2 separate regions of the Triticum aestivum genome follow, and region 1 is linked to region 2. The links are chromatin contacts, called in public Hi-C maps. All regions are on one chromosome and are shown on one strand. The core of a region is the stretch at or near the end of the contact, and the rest is flanking DNA. Distances in the headings are between cores, read along the strand shown. Region 1 holds the start of LOC123138195 (phosphatidylinositol transfer protein 3). Region 2 has its middle 20 kb from the start of LOC123138190.

Region 1 (6,682 bases), core at 3,077-5,576, 960 kb before region 2:
AACTATTGGGATTGTCGGGAGGCCGTGAGCTGTTTTTCCGTGTTGTTTACTGTACTTGTTTGGCGCTGCGATCAGGGAATCGGATCGGATTGGGCGGTTAAGCGTCGAGGATAATGATATGAGAACGTGCTGTCATGGTCCGTTTTTCTTGGAGGCAGTAGTAGAAACTAGCGAGTAGTGCGCGGCGCCGCGCCATAAGGATTATAGGCTATTTATTTATTTTTTTAATATTTGGTAAGTCGTCCCAAGACTTGATTCGTGGCAAAGTAGTCCATACAAGGAAAGATACATCATACATGCATAAGTGATCTACAACATGTAGTGATAGTGGTGGCAAAGTAGTTCATACAAGAAAAAATACATCTAGTTGGTACATGCATGAGTGATCTACAATATGTAGTGATAGTGGGTACCGGAATTGCGAAGCACTTGTTTTCTTCCTAGACCCAAGATATTGATTCTTCAGCTGGATTTGTCTTTGCGATGTAGTGGTAGTGAAATTTACTTCTGAATCAAACCACCACTACGGGTCCTAAGAGACATATATCACTAACCAATCTATTCAAGTCGATTCAATCTGTTCAAATCAATCCACAGAAGCTGATCCAATCTGTTCAAATCAATCCACAGAAGCTGCGCAATCCATTCAAGTTGATACACCGAAGCATGCGCGGCCAACTGTGCGCGGCGGCACGCTGCCGCCGCACCCATTGGTTCAGTATGTGTTTGTTTTGTTATAGTTTTTGAAATTTTGTTGTACGGTCTGCATATGCATACCTTCGAGCCAGCTCGAGAGTTTTTACGCCCAGCAGTCTATTTTTCCCCCCTACATATACTTCTTGAACACACTTAATTACGCTTCTCATATAGTCACATTCTCAGCTTTTTTGAAGTGCAGACCAACTTATGGAGAAAAAAATAACATGTAGAAGGTAAAAAAGATATGCAACTGATGAATCGTTCTTTGGCTTCTTTTCTATGAATCATCCAAGATACAACATCCATATGTGTGATATTCTACTTATATGGAGATCCCTCATCTAACGTCTACACCATCAGGTAGGAAGCAACACGCCCCAATTCAAAACTTGTCTCCATATATAATGAGCTCCTTCTCTATACATGTCCCAGAACCACTTGAACCCATCCCTGATTGGACATGAACATGTTACGTGAAAAATAAAAATAAAAACTGATTTGTGGAAATGTATTGGAATACTTTACGTAGGACCATGGGCCATAAGAACAGCACAAAATTTTGCACCACATTAGAAAAGATTTCTAATTTGCAACACAAAATAGGCATCCTATAAAAAAGACAATTCTTCTAATTTGCAGATATTCAAATTTCAACAATATGAAACCAATTGATGTATTATATAGTGCTAGCGAAAATAAGCATTTGCCGGTTTAGCAAACTGATACTTGAAAGCAGGTTAGCTAGGCGAGATACCATCTGGCCATCCATGAACCAACAAACTGGAAGAGCTACGTGAAATACCATCTGACCGTCCATGAACCAAACAAACTGGAAGCACACTACTACGGGAAAATAGTCTATGTAGGTGATAGCATCCAAGATCACTAAAATATTGTTTAGTATGGGCTTCCAGATGAACACATATTTCTGTCTATAGGCTTCCAGATGAACACATATTTCTGTCTATAGGCTTCCAGATGAACACATACTACAGTCTTGCCTATATTCCAATAACTCTGTGTGATTAACTGAATATGTACCAGCAGGCCAATAAAAATGGTACCTACAACACCATAAGGGTGTACCTCATACAGGTAGCGCCAAGCCAGAGACCCAGTCAATAGTTTGTGTCAACGTAAGTTCGCAGAATAACAAGTTCAGTCTGCATAAACATTATTTCTCTGTTGTAAGATTTTACACAGGTAATGAGTATGTTCTTATATATTTCATGCAATAATGGTGATCTGAACCATACTGAAGAAAAGCTATCCTAAGCTACTGCTTAACAAAAACTTCTCTCGTGAAGATATGTGTCATGGTAACTACAACACACTGCTTGAATCTATACAGTAATGGAAATACCTGAACTTGATAACAGTCAGGGTTAATCCTAGGTGTGTCGTTCTTACACTTTCTCTCCGTAGTGGGTCACGCATTTAATCATTGATCATTTTATCAATTACATTTAAAAAGCTGATTCTTAGATCTGTGATTGCAGCTGACATCAGGCACCTCATCTGTATTTCCCATGTGTAATTATAATGCAAGGTATAAAGAAAATTTATTACCAAATGTATCTAGAGCTCTGTCTCTTTACCTTATACACCTTCAGATTTCCCCCTTAATATTGAAAACCTTGCTGGGGAGGCTCGGCATAATACTCCCAGACCTATAATAGAAGTGTAAAAACAGATATATACAGTAAAATGGACATGCAGTAGCATATCTTGACTACTATTAAACTATTATCGGAAAAGAATTAAACTTCCTAATCTACAAAATTACCAAAAGATTATTGAAGACAACCCTACTAAAACAGGACAGAACCACAAATCGCAAATGCATATTGATTCGAGACTTGTTCAGTGTTCACTGCACAGTGGCACGCGAGGCCATTGTTTTCTATAGATGGCATAGATGTATTAAGAATTCAACATCCATTTACAGATTCAGAATAGTCCAAGGATAATTTAGAATAATCGGAGGAAAACTTTGCTCTCACATTGGCTGACATTGGTGAACAAAATTTAACTGAAATGTAAATAAGTTCAAGCCTGCAATATTTTGAATGCAAGACAGATCTGTTTGTGACTATTGCACATGAATTAAAACTCAGAACTGCATGACTTGATTAAAATCTAAGATCCCATGAATTCACAAGAAAAGCTATGATGTGGGAAAACTCAGCAAGTGATCTCACATATACGGGAAGCTAAAAGTTCAAGTGGGGTTTCCTTTTCCTCCGGAGAAGCCCATGTAAAACTGTTTTGGTCCAAAAGTGTAGGCTAACATATGACCACCTTATCCACTTGCAGAGATAATCTATTGTAACACTTTGTGTTCAGATCAATAGACACTTGTACTCCTCGATCTTGAATGTAGCAGTTGGGTAAAATAAATGGCAGTACATTATCTGATCTCATGAACCAACCTAACTCTGAATGATGGGCGAAGCAGAACAGGTAAGCGGGACAGTGAGAGCAACCCAAATTAAGACGGGGAGATGCACTTACAGGAAAGTATGTGAAGATATTTTTCACTTCGAATGCTTCCATGCAGCATCAGCGGGCCGAACATCCAGCAAAGAAAGAACTAATGAACAACATGAACCAACAAAACAAATCAAGATTAAGGCAAACAGTAACCAAGGGAGAGTAAAGAAAAATAGGACTGGGAAGGGACGGAGCCACACCAGTCGGAGTCTGCAACATGTGCTTGAAGGTGAGATGTACCGGCACATGATGACCTCGCCGGAGCTGAAGAACGAATCCACCATCCAGACCGTGAACCTGAAACTCACTAAACCAAAATATCAAAAATCAGATTAATCCAATCCATAGCGGTGAAATCAACTTGTAAATTGAGAATCAAATCGTGTTGCTATTGATCAATCATCAATCACTGTGAGCTGAGTCCACTGGACATCGTGAGTCAGGTAATGATGGATCATGAATTGGCAAAAATGAACATACCATTTGGGACGCAAGAATCCTTCTGTGGCCTCTTCCTCTCCTGTTTCGGCCGACGTCGCTTCTGGTGCAGTACTGGACTACTTGACGAAGGAAAGTATGTGACCATCGTTCATGCTCACGCTTGGCTCGGTTTGGTCAATTGCTAGAACACCTCGCATGCGAGCTGAACACCAGCGTCGCAGGAGGCAGCAAGCGAGGGGCTAGAGCTGGCGCGGGGCAGAGAGGCTGCTAGAGGAGGCTAGCGTGTCAACCTAGACACCATGTTCACGTACCTGCAGCAGAACAATCGTCTCCCGCCCAGCCTCCTCCGACGCCGGGCGCGTCCTCTTCCTCTGCCCGAGCTGCTTTTCCAAGACTCCAATGGCATTGCCGCCCCATCCTTCAATGCCAACACCACCACCGATAACCCAAGCAGCGATGGAGGAGCCCCTTGCCATATGGTATGTCCCCGTTTTGTGTTTTTCGTCGTCTTGGGGAAAGAAGAGCGGCGTACTGAAGGAGAGCGACGGAGCTCCCTCCGGCCGGTGGTAAGAGATGAGATGGAGGGCACGGGGAGAAGCTCCCTCCGGCGGCATCAAGAGATAAGGTGGAGGGTATGGGGAGGGGGCGTGGGGAATCGCTGCAGGCCGCTGGCTGACTCGATCTCGAGCGACTGCTCGGAGGCAATGAGAGGAGACGTGCGTCTCATTTATACAGAGGACAGGACGTCTCTAGATAAGTTGACGTGTCGATCTGACAATCCCTTTTTACCCTCAGGACTGCACGCGTGACATCCAGATTGACATGTTGTACACCCAAAAAACTTAAAAAAACAGAAAAAAGACGCGTGGGACCAACACACCTAAACCGGCAACAACCCTGTGAATCGAACGTGGAAAACGCGGAGACAGATAAAAAAAGGCAAGGACTCTCTGGAAACTGATGGTAGATAAGGCCACATAAATAGGTAACTACCACGCCAGGAGAGAAAACGCCTACAAACTCTTCCAGACACGCGTCATTTTTACACAGCGGTCAAAAAAAGTTCAAAAAAACCAGGGAAAAGGAACCCTTACGGGCCTAGTATTCTAGTTATGTGCGGTCTACTCTACCAAGAATATTGTTGGTTTAGCAACGGGGATAAATATTGGAGTTACCCTAAGTTTCATGTTTGTGACATTATCTACCTTACTATTCAGCAGCTTTTTTTCAATTTTTATTATTCAATTTCGTTCATGCAAACTGTTGCAATTTTTATTCTAATTTTTTTATTATTGTGTTATGACTAGTCGGCCCACATGTAAGTGTTGACTTGGATGCCATGTGGGTTGGTTAATTTGGCCAACCCGTTTTCTTTCGGTGCATCTGGTTTTTCTTTTTAGTTGTTTCAGCGAGTACTGTTGTTGTTGGGTGCCTCTCCCTCGCCTGCACGGGGCCATCCATCTGCACGCTGGAGTAGCGGCGTTGCTGGTGCAGTAAGCCCATGTTCACGGGATGGACAGGAAGCGGGGATACGCCGAGTGTGTGTTCGGCTCGGGAGTGATAGAAGACAAGACAGGAAGACGGAAGAGGTGAAACAGGAATAGAGGCACACCACGAACATGCCAGGACGCCCTACCGAGCTAGGGGAGCTCAAAAGCAATGACACCATTGTCAATGGAGGATACCGAAGCTGACGCTTGTGGGGTCACAGCTCGAGGATGAAGGGCTGCCTGGGAACAGCTACAAGAGCTTCATCACAACACCATAAGTCGATAAGGGGAGAACAAAGAGCGGGGACGTGACTGTAGCGACAGATCAATTATGGTCCCGACAGGACCAGAGACGAGGAAGGAAAAATGGGTGATGGTGATACATGGCTTCCCGAGTCGATTCCTCCGAAGGAGTTGCTCCGCTGGCCAAGATGAAACTGCGTGGTGAGGCATTGACATTAGGCGTGTGTTCTAAGGCATGGACAGTGGGTGCCATGCTCGGGGCTCTAATTGTTGTGGCCACATGAAAAGTTGGTACCGCTAGAACCGGAACCCAACAAGCATTTGAAGAAGTAAACCAGCCATTTGGCAGGCCAAGTCAACACTTACACGTGGGCCCAACCAATCAGAATGGCAAAAAAGGGTAGAAAGTGGCGACTATTTGTTTAAATTCAGTAAAAAAATATGTTAAATGGAGCACAATTTGAAATTTGGGGATAAAAATGGAATTTACTCCATATTAGCTAGCAAACAGGGCATTTTTTTTTTACAAATGAAGCTCGTTTCTAACTTAGACTTGGCATCAACATCATCAAGGACAACGATTGTATATCTCCTTTACAATCTTATTATTATTACTAGTTTGTTAGCCCTTGTGGCTGTTTTTTTAAAGGTAACAGTATCTTAGATTTGTTAATTATCAAGAAAAACAAATTTACACTAAAAATCATGTCGATTATCTTTTTTCCTTCGATAGTACGCCGACCATTGGAGATTGAAAATTTCAATAAATTGACATCATAGGAAAAGGACACCTGCAAACACCCTCGCCGCTTGAACTAGAAATTGTTGAAGAAACATCGGTTGGGGCATCACCCCCCACAACACACTGGTACAACTCTTCACCACAAATCCAAATGATTAGAGAAACAAGAGCAGACAAATCAAAAGAAGATGTTGAAGTCATCACACCAAAATACTACACAAGCCCTTCATCCATGTCGGATTGAACGTCATCGATGTAGGAAGCTATCGAAAAGGCTTATCTCAATGTGCATCGCCGTCGCCATCTCGCCGATCCTATCAGAAAACCAAAACATAAAGAGAACACAAACCTAGTAAAACTGAAAAAAAGACGACTATCGAAAATGCTTTATTTCAATGCGCATCGCCGACGCCATCCCGTCGATGCTAACAGAAAATCAAAACCTAAAAAGAACACAAACCTAGTAATGCTGACGAAAAAAACGAAAGAGTCGACTCCAAACTCATCTTGTCGTCGATGAGACCGCCGGACGGGAGAGCGAGGAGGATCAAGGCGGTGTCATGCAGAAGGCTTT
Region 2 (6,409 bases), core at 2,863-5,362:
TCAAAAGTGAGGCCAAAATCTAGGTTACCGTAGGTGCAAAGAAGTTGGGCTTAATTATATCAGGGAGTGACCTTTTTGTGTTATTTGGGCTTTCGAGCCATTGTAAACCGCACTCTATTATCTTCTTACTTCATGGTTGAGACAAATCTTTTGCCTCTGTTTCAACAAAAGAAAAACATAAAAAAAGAAAAACATAACAGGAAATGGAAAAAGAAAGGAAAATGGAGGTTAACACTGCCTCCTGATATTCTTTTATCTCAAGGTTCAACCTACAATGTGTGTGATTTTGATTCTTTTGGTTAGTGCTAAACTGCTACATGGGTGTTCGACTGCTCCTTCTCCTTACTCACCTAGAAGTAAAAAGTTCATGTTTGTTCATTTGCTGCGGATTATAGTGATCGCTTGCTGTTCATTGTCATTGTCAGGTATATAAAGTTGATGATGCATTTCGTACGTAAAAAATCTACAAACATCTTATTCACTAATACAATCTGCTAGCGATTATTCTCATGATCAACTCTCATGGTTGTCATCCCTCTCACTGTACTTAACTGTTTTGTAGAAGTCATACGTAAGATTAAGATTATGATTTCTATATAAAGTTACATATACATATATACTCGCTAAAAAGGCAGTACAAGACTACGCACAAAGCAAGAATATTGCCCATGACACCACAAAAAAGAGAGTGAATGTTCCCCATATACATGGTACACTCTGGGCTCTGTCCCCGCGAACTGACAGAATGAAGAAAAACCCGTCCAAGACCATGTTGATATATCCAGTATGCAAAAAGAAAAGGCTCAAAATTTAGCTCATTGGTGGGACCTCATATTCGGCGACATGCACGCCTGAAAGCAGCCGTGCGCGCATGGCCCACTCCCCCGCGCGCCATTCTTGGCCGGCCCCTGTTTCCCCCCTTCGAATAATATGGGATATAAAAAAGTTCTAAAATATAAAAATTTGTGAATTTTGAAACAGAAATGTTCACGAATTCAATAAATGTTCATGATTTCAAAATTTTGTTCAGGAATTCAAAAAGTGTTCATGGTTTAAGAGAATGTTCATGAATTTGTAAAAAAATATTAATGAATTAAAAATATATCCATGATTTTAAAAAAATCATGATTTCTAAAAATGGCCGTGTATTAGAAAAATGTTCAGGATTTAAGAGAATGCTAAGGAATATGAAGAAAATGTCATGAATTTTAAAAATGTTCACGATTTCAAAAAATTGTTCATGAATTAAGAAAATGTTCATGATTTAAGAAAATGTTCACGAATTTGTACAACATGTTCATACATTTATTTTTAAAAATAATCACGATTCGGAAAAATATTTGTGAATTTAGAAAAATATTCACGATTTCAAAGAATGCTCATGATTTACGAGAATGTTTACGAATTTGCAAAAAAATGTTTGAGAGTTCAAAAAAGTGTCCATGCATTCAATATGTTCATGATTTCAAAAAGTGGTCACGATTTAAAATAATATTCCCGAATTTAAAAGGTTTTTCCAAATGGAAAAATGAGAATAAAAATGAAAAGAAAAACATAAAAGAACGAAAAACGATAAAGATACAGAACAAAAAAGGAAAAAGTTAAAGAAAAAACCGTAAGAAAAACTGAAGAAAAACTGTTTGAGAAGGTTCTAGAACCTTAAACCTGAAAATGGGCCGGCCAATAGAAAAACCAGCGCATCAGGTGGGGGTATCGCGCGGTCGATAACCGGTGACCTACGCGTTAGAATCTCCCCTCATTGGTGGGGGAGATTCTATATGACGCGTTTTGCGCCAGTTAGGGACCCTCTCAAAAGGGAGGCCAGGACTAGGCCCAGCCATCTAGGGCACACTGTAGTGACTAGTTCAATTTTTTATTTAGAATTTGTGTGAAAGTACGTATATGTATTTTTGTAAAAGTTATTTTTAATGCATTTTTTTCAAAATATTTGTGGAAAATTCCTTGTGTTTTTGGATATTACTGAAAATTTTGTATTAATGATAATATTTTTTTTGAGTTTGTGAACAAATTTTGATAACATTAACCTTTTTGAAATTCTGGATAAGTTCTAAATTTGTGAACAACTTTTGTAAATTTGGAGACATTTCTTGAATATGTTAAAACATTTTGAAAATGTGAACATTTGTTGAAGTTTCTAAACAAAAAAAATTGAAAACACAATTAATTTTGAAATTACCAAACATTTTTTGGAAATTCTGAGAATTTTTTTAAGAATGGAAAGCTATTTCAAAAATAAATAGAAATTAAAGTAAGACACAAAAAACCGAGATAACAAAGAAAATAACGGAACTAGATCGGTACAAACCTTCTCGGAGGTTTCCAAAACCGAGATCCCTGTTGACTTAATGGCCCGGACCATACAAGGAATAGCTAGGCTAGCTATGTGTGAAACGGCAACAATTTGACATATCATCCAATAGGAAATACCCGTTGGAGGAGCGCATGGAGAGCTCTTAATCAATGCTCAAAGTGTTGGTTGGCACTATTAGCGCTTGCACGTGACACGCAACGGGACGACACAGTAACCTGCTTCAAAAAGAAAACATGAAGCAAAAAGTAGACATTAATTCTAATCGATATTCTGGGGCAACTGGGATTTGTCGGCAGCCTAACGCAATAACCACTGGACCAAACTCAATCTACTGTCAACTACTAGAAAACACTGCTAGTTAAACTTTCTTTTAGTAAAACGTTAACATATGCCATGTATAAATTAATTAAAAAAGGAAACCTAAATTTGAAAAAAGTTCATCAATTTCTAAGAAAAGTTCACAAAATCGAAGAAGTTCATCAATTTTGGAGGAAAGTTCACAAACTAGGAAAGGCTTCATCGATTTTGAAAAATGGTTCATCAAATTTGTAAAAACGTTCGTCGTTTTTTTAATAAATTATCAATTTTGAAAAAAAAATCATCGATATTCAAAAGAAGTTCATCAATTTTGAAAAATGTTGACAAACCGGGAAAAAGTTTGATCGATTTGAAAAGAAGTTCATCAAATTTGGGAAAAAATCACAAAAGTGAAAAAGTTCATTGACTTTCAGCAAATAATTCATGAGTTCAAAAAAAGTTTATCAATTTTGAAAATTAAGTTCATGAATTCAGCAAAAAGGTCACTGTAGTTTGAAAAACTTTGTGGAGTTTGATAAAAAAAAGCTCACGCATTTTGAGAAAAAAGAAAGAAAAAAGGGACAGGAAAAAAATAGAAACAGAGAAGAGAAGAGAAAACAAGAAAAAGAAAACAAAAGAAGAAAGAAACGAAAAGTAAAACTGAATAAACCGCGAGAATCTGACTAACAAATTTAAGAATGCTCTTGGAATATATTTTGAAAATAATAAAGTATATGAAGCATGTGTCAGAATGTTGTATGAAAAGAGAAATATATTAGACTGAAGTCAAATGAGGTGCCATTTTTAACAAAAATGTGTGACATGACCTACATATATTGGCTACAACGTATAAATATATGTAGGTCATATTGGCTACAACGTGCAAATATATGTAGTCATGTCACAAAAATGTGTAGCATGACCGTCTATGCCGGCAAAAATAAGTGAACTAATTAACATGGGTTTGCTGAGGTGGCATGGTTGCATGAATAGATTAGTTCACAAATTGTAACTTATGACCACATGGATGATTTGATGAGTATCGTTGCATGAAGAGGAAAAATAGGTAATGAGTTGCAACTATTTAAGAATAGAGGATAAGTGAAAAAAATTAATATGCATGTTTGCTAAGGTGGCATGGTTGCATGAATAGATCAGTGCAACTGTGCGTGCCGTTCCATGTCTATGGTTCGTCTCCGTTCTGCGTGCGGTCTGTGTGCGACTGTGTGTGCGGTCTGCTGCAGCCATTTGGGCCAAGTCATGGTGATCTACTGGGCCAAGGCGTGGCGAGTTTCTGTTTTTTGGGGCTTAAATGCTGGACTAGCATGGTTTGGTGTACCAGTTTTATTTTTCTTTATATACATGCACGGAAAATCAAGGACGTTCTATCTGTCGCTCTTTGCGACAGAGTGTCGACTGGACGCACAGGCGGGTCTCCCGACTGGGCCGGCCCATATCGCTAGCGACCAGTACTGAACGGAAAAATGCGGCGATGTGTGTGCGGTCTGCTCCAGCTATTTGGGCCACATGGTGATCTACCGGGCCAAGGCGTGTGTGAGTTTCTGTTTTTTGGGCTTAAATGCTAGACTAGCTCGGTTTGGTGTACCAGTTTCGTTTTTCTTTATATACATGCACGCAGTCTCTATCGGGTGATCTTGGTAACTGGGACAGGGAAGTTTTTGGCAATGTCCGACGCGAGATCCGATGCCTGCAGCAGGAACTTGCAGATTTGCGCGTGATCCCAAGGAGGACTGACCCATCTCACACAAAAATCAAGGTATGTGATAGATTGGTGGAGCTTTTCAATAGGGAGAAAATTTTATGGAGACAAAGAGCTAGAATTGAGTGGTTATCACATGGAGATAAAAACACATATTTCTTCCATCTGCGGGCGAGTAGGCGACATAAAAAGAATCAAATCAAGGCCCTTCAGCTGCCTAGTGGGGCACTAACTGAGGATAGGGTTGTCATGGAGGAGATGGCTACAGATTTTTACAAACACCTATACACATCTGAAGGTGTCCATAACATGCAACAGGTACTAGATCATGTGCCCTGCAAGGTCACAGCGGACATGAATGAGAAGTTGAACAAGAAGTACTCCGAAGAAGAAATCAAACACGCCCTATTTCAAATGTTCCCAACAAAGGCACTGTGCCTGATGGGTTTCCTGCACATTTTTTTCCAATGCCATTGGGAGGTCTGTGGAGTAGATGTGGCAAGGGCTGTGTTGCTGATTATAGACGGGACTGAAACAGCGGAGTGCATAAACGAGACTATCTTGGTATTAATACCAAAGGTAAAAAATCCCACGATGCTTACACAGTTCCGACCTATTTCTTTATGCAATGTTCTATACAAAATTGCCTCCAAAGTAATCTCCAACAGGTTGAAGTTGGTGCTGCCTGAAATCATATCTAAGGAGGAATCAACGTTTGTACCAGGCAGACTTATTGCTGACAACATTATTGCAACATATGAATGTCTTCATTTTATGAAGGGAAACAGGGCAAAGAGGAACATCCATTGTGCGTTAAAACTTGACATGATGAAGGCTTATGATATGGTTGGATGGGATTATTTACAAGCAATTATGTTAAAGCTTGGTTTCATAGAGAGATGGGTAAATATTGTGATAGGAATGGTCAGATCAGTGAAATTCTCAGTCCTTTTCAATGGTAAGAAACTTGATGAGTTCAGTCCTTCACGAGGAATTCGACGGGGAGATCCAATCTCCCCATACCTCTTCCTAGAGGGCCTTTCATGCCTCCTAAAATCTTTTGATGAGTCGTCCATCTTGAGCGGGTTAAAGGTGGCACCATTGGCGCCTCCTGTTAACCATTTATTATTCGCTGATGACAGCCTGCTGTTTTTAAAGGCTAGCGGTGATGGGGCCAGAGAGGTGAACCAGATGTTGAACATATATTGTCAGGCTTCGGGACAAATAATAAACTACGGAAAATCCTCAATCTTCTTTAGTAAGGGCTGACCAAACAGTGGCAAGGAAGAGATCAAGGCAGTCTTACAGGTTCCCAACGAAACTCTAAACGAGAAATACTTGGGGAGTGTGGGATCATCAAAGAACGACGCGTTTAAGTACCTTTAAGATTACCTCTGGAGTAAAGTTAAAGGGTGGATCGAGCACACAATGTCTTCGGCAGGGAAGGAAGTACTGGTTAAGGCAGTAGCTCAGGCTGTTCCCGTCTTCTCTATGTCATGTTTCAGGCTGCCTAGGGGCTTCTGTGAACACTTGAACATGTTAATCAGAAAGTTTTGGTGGGGGAAAAAAGATGAAAAAAGGAAACCGCACCGGGTGTCCTGGGAAGCAATGACACAACCAAAGATGATGGGGGGGGGGGGGCTCGGCTTTAAAGATTTTGAATTGTTCAACTTATCTCTCTCGGCAAAACAAGCCTGGAGATTACTACAATCTCCCGAGTCCTTGAGTGGCCGTATCCTAAAAGCTGTATATTACCCTGGGGGCACTATCTTAGATGCACAATTGGGAAGCAGACCTAGTCAGGTATGGAGATCGATCGTGGATGGAAGAGATGTGCTCAAACAAGGCATCATTAGACGCATTGGTGATGGAACAACGACCAAATTTTGGTCTGATAATTGGATGTCGCGCGATGAGATGCTTTGACCCTACGGCTGTATCACATAGGACCCTCCGAAGCTCGTATATGAACTGATAGACTACACAACAGTCACATGGGATACGGATAAACTTTCTGCAATCTTCCTAACTATCGATGTGTCGGCTATAAGATCAATACC

What was found. Hi-C and Micro-C count contacts between places; a contact is called where the count stands out from the background.
Region 1: a contact with region 2 is called in a Hi-C map of leaf, with 6 times the contacts expected there. The contact joins the promoter of LOC123138195 here to the enhancer-like site in region 2. A contact is called at or near these places in 3 of 5 Hi-C or Micro-C datasets (all in leaf).

Annotation. Positions count from the first base shown.
Region 1 is chr6B:591,255,322-591,262,003 of IWGSC CS RefSeq v2.1, reverse strand. It overlaps LOC123138195 (phosphatidylinositol transfer protein 3), which reads right to left and starts at 4,326. Exons shown (of 8, transcript XM_044558125.1): 1 at 3,673-4,326; 2 at 3,393-3,499; 3 at 2,298-3,292.
Region 2 is chr6B:590,293,569-590,299,977 of IWGSC CS RefSeq v2.1, reverse strand. No RefSeq gene overlaps it. Among protein-coding and RNA genes, the nearest start is that of LOC123138190, 20 kb to the left of the region's middle. Within about 2 kb of position 4,112, at least 7 of the 8 cell types and tissues checked have an H3K27ac peak or open chromatin away from gene starts, as enhancers often do. A contact at or near this core is called in leaf, where this site is marked.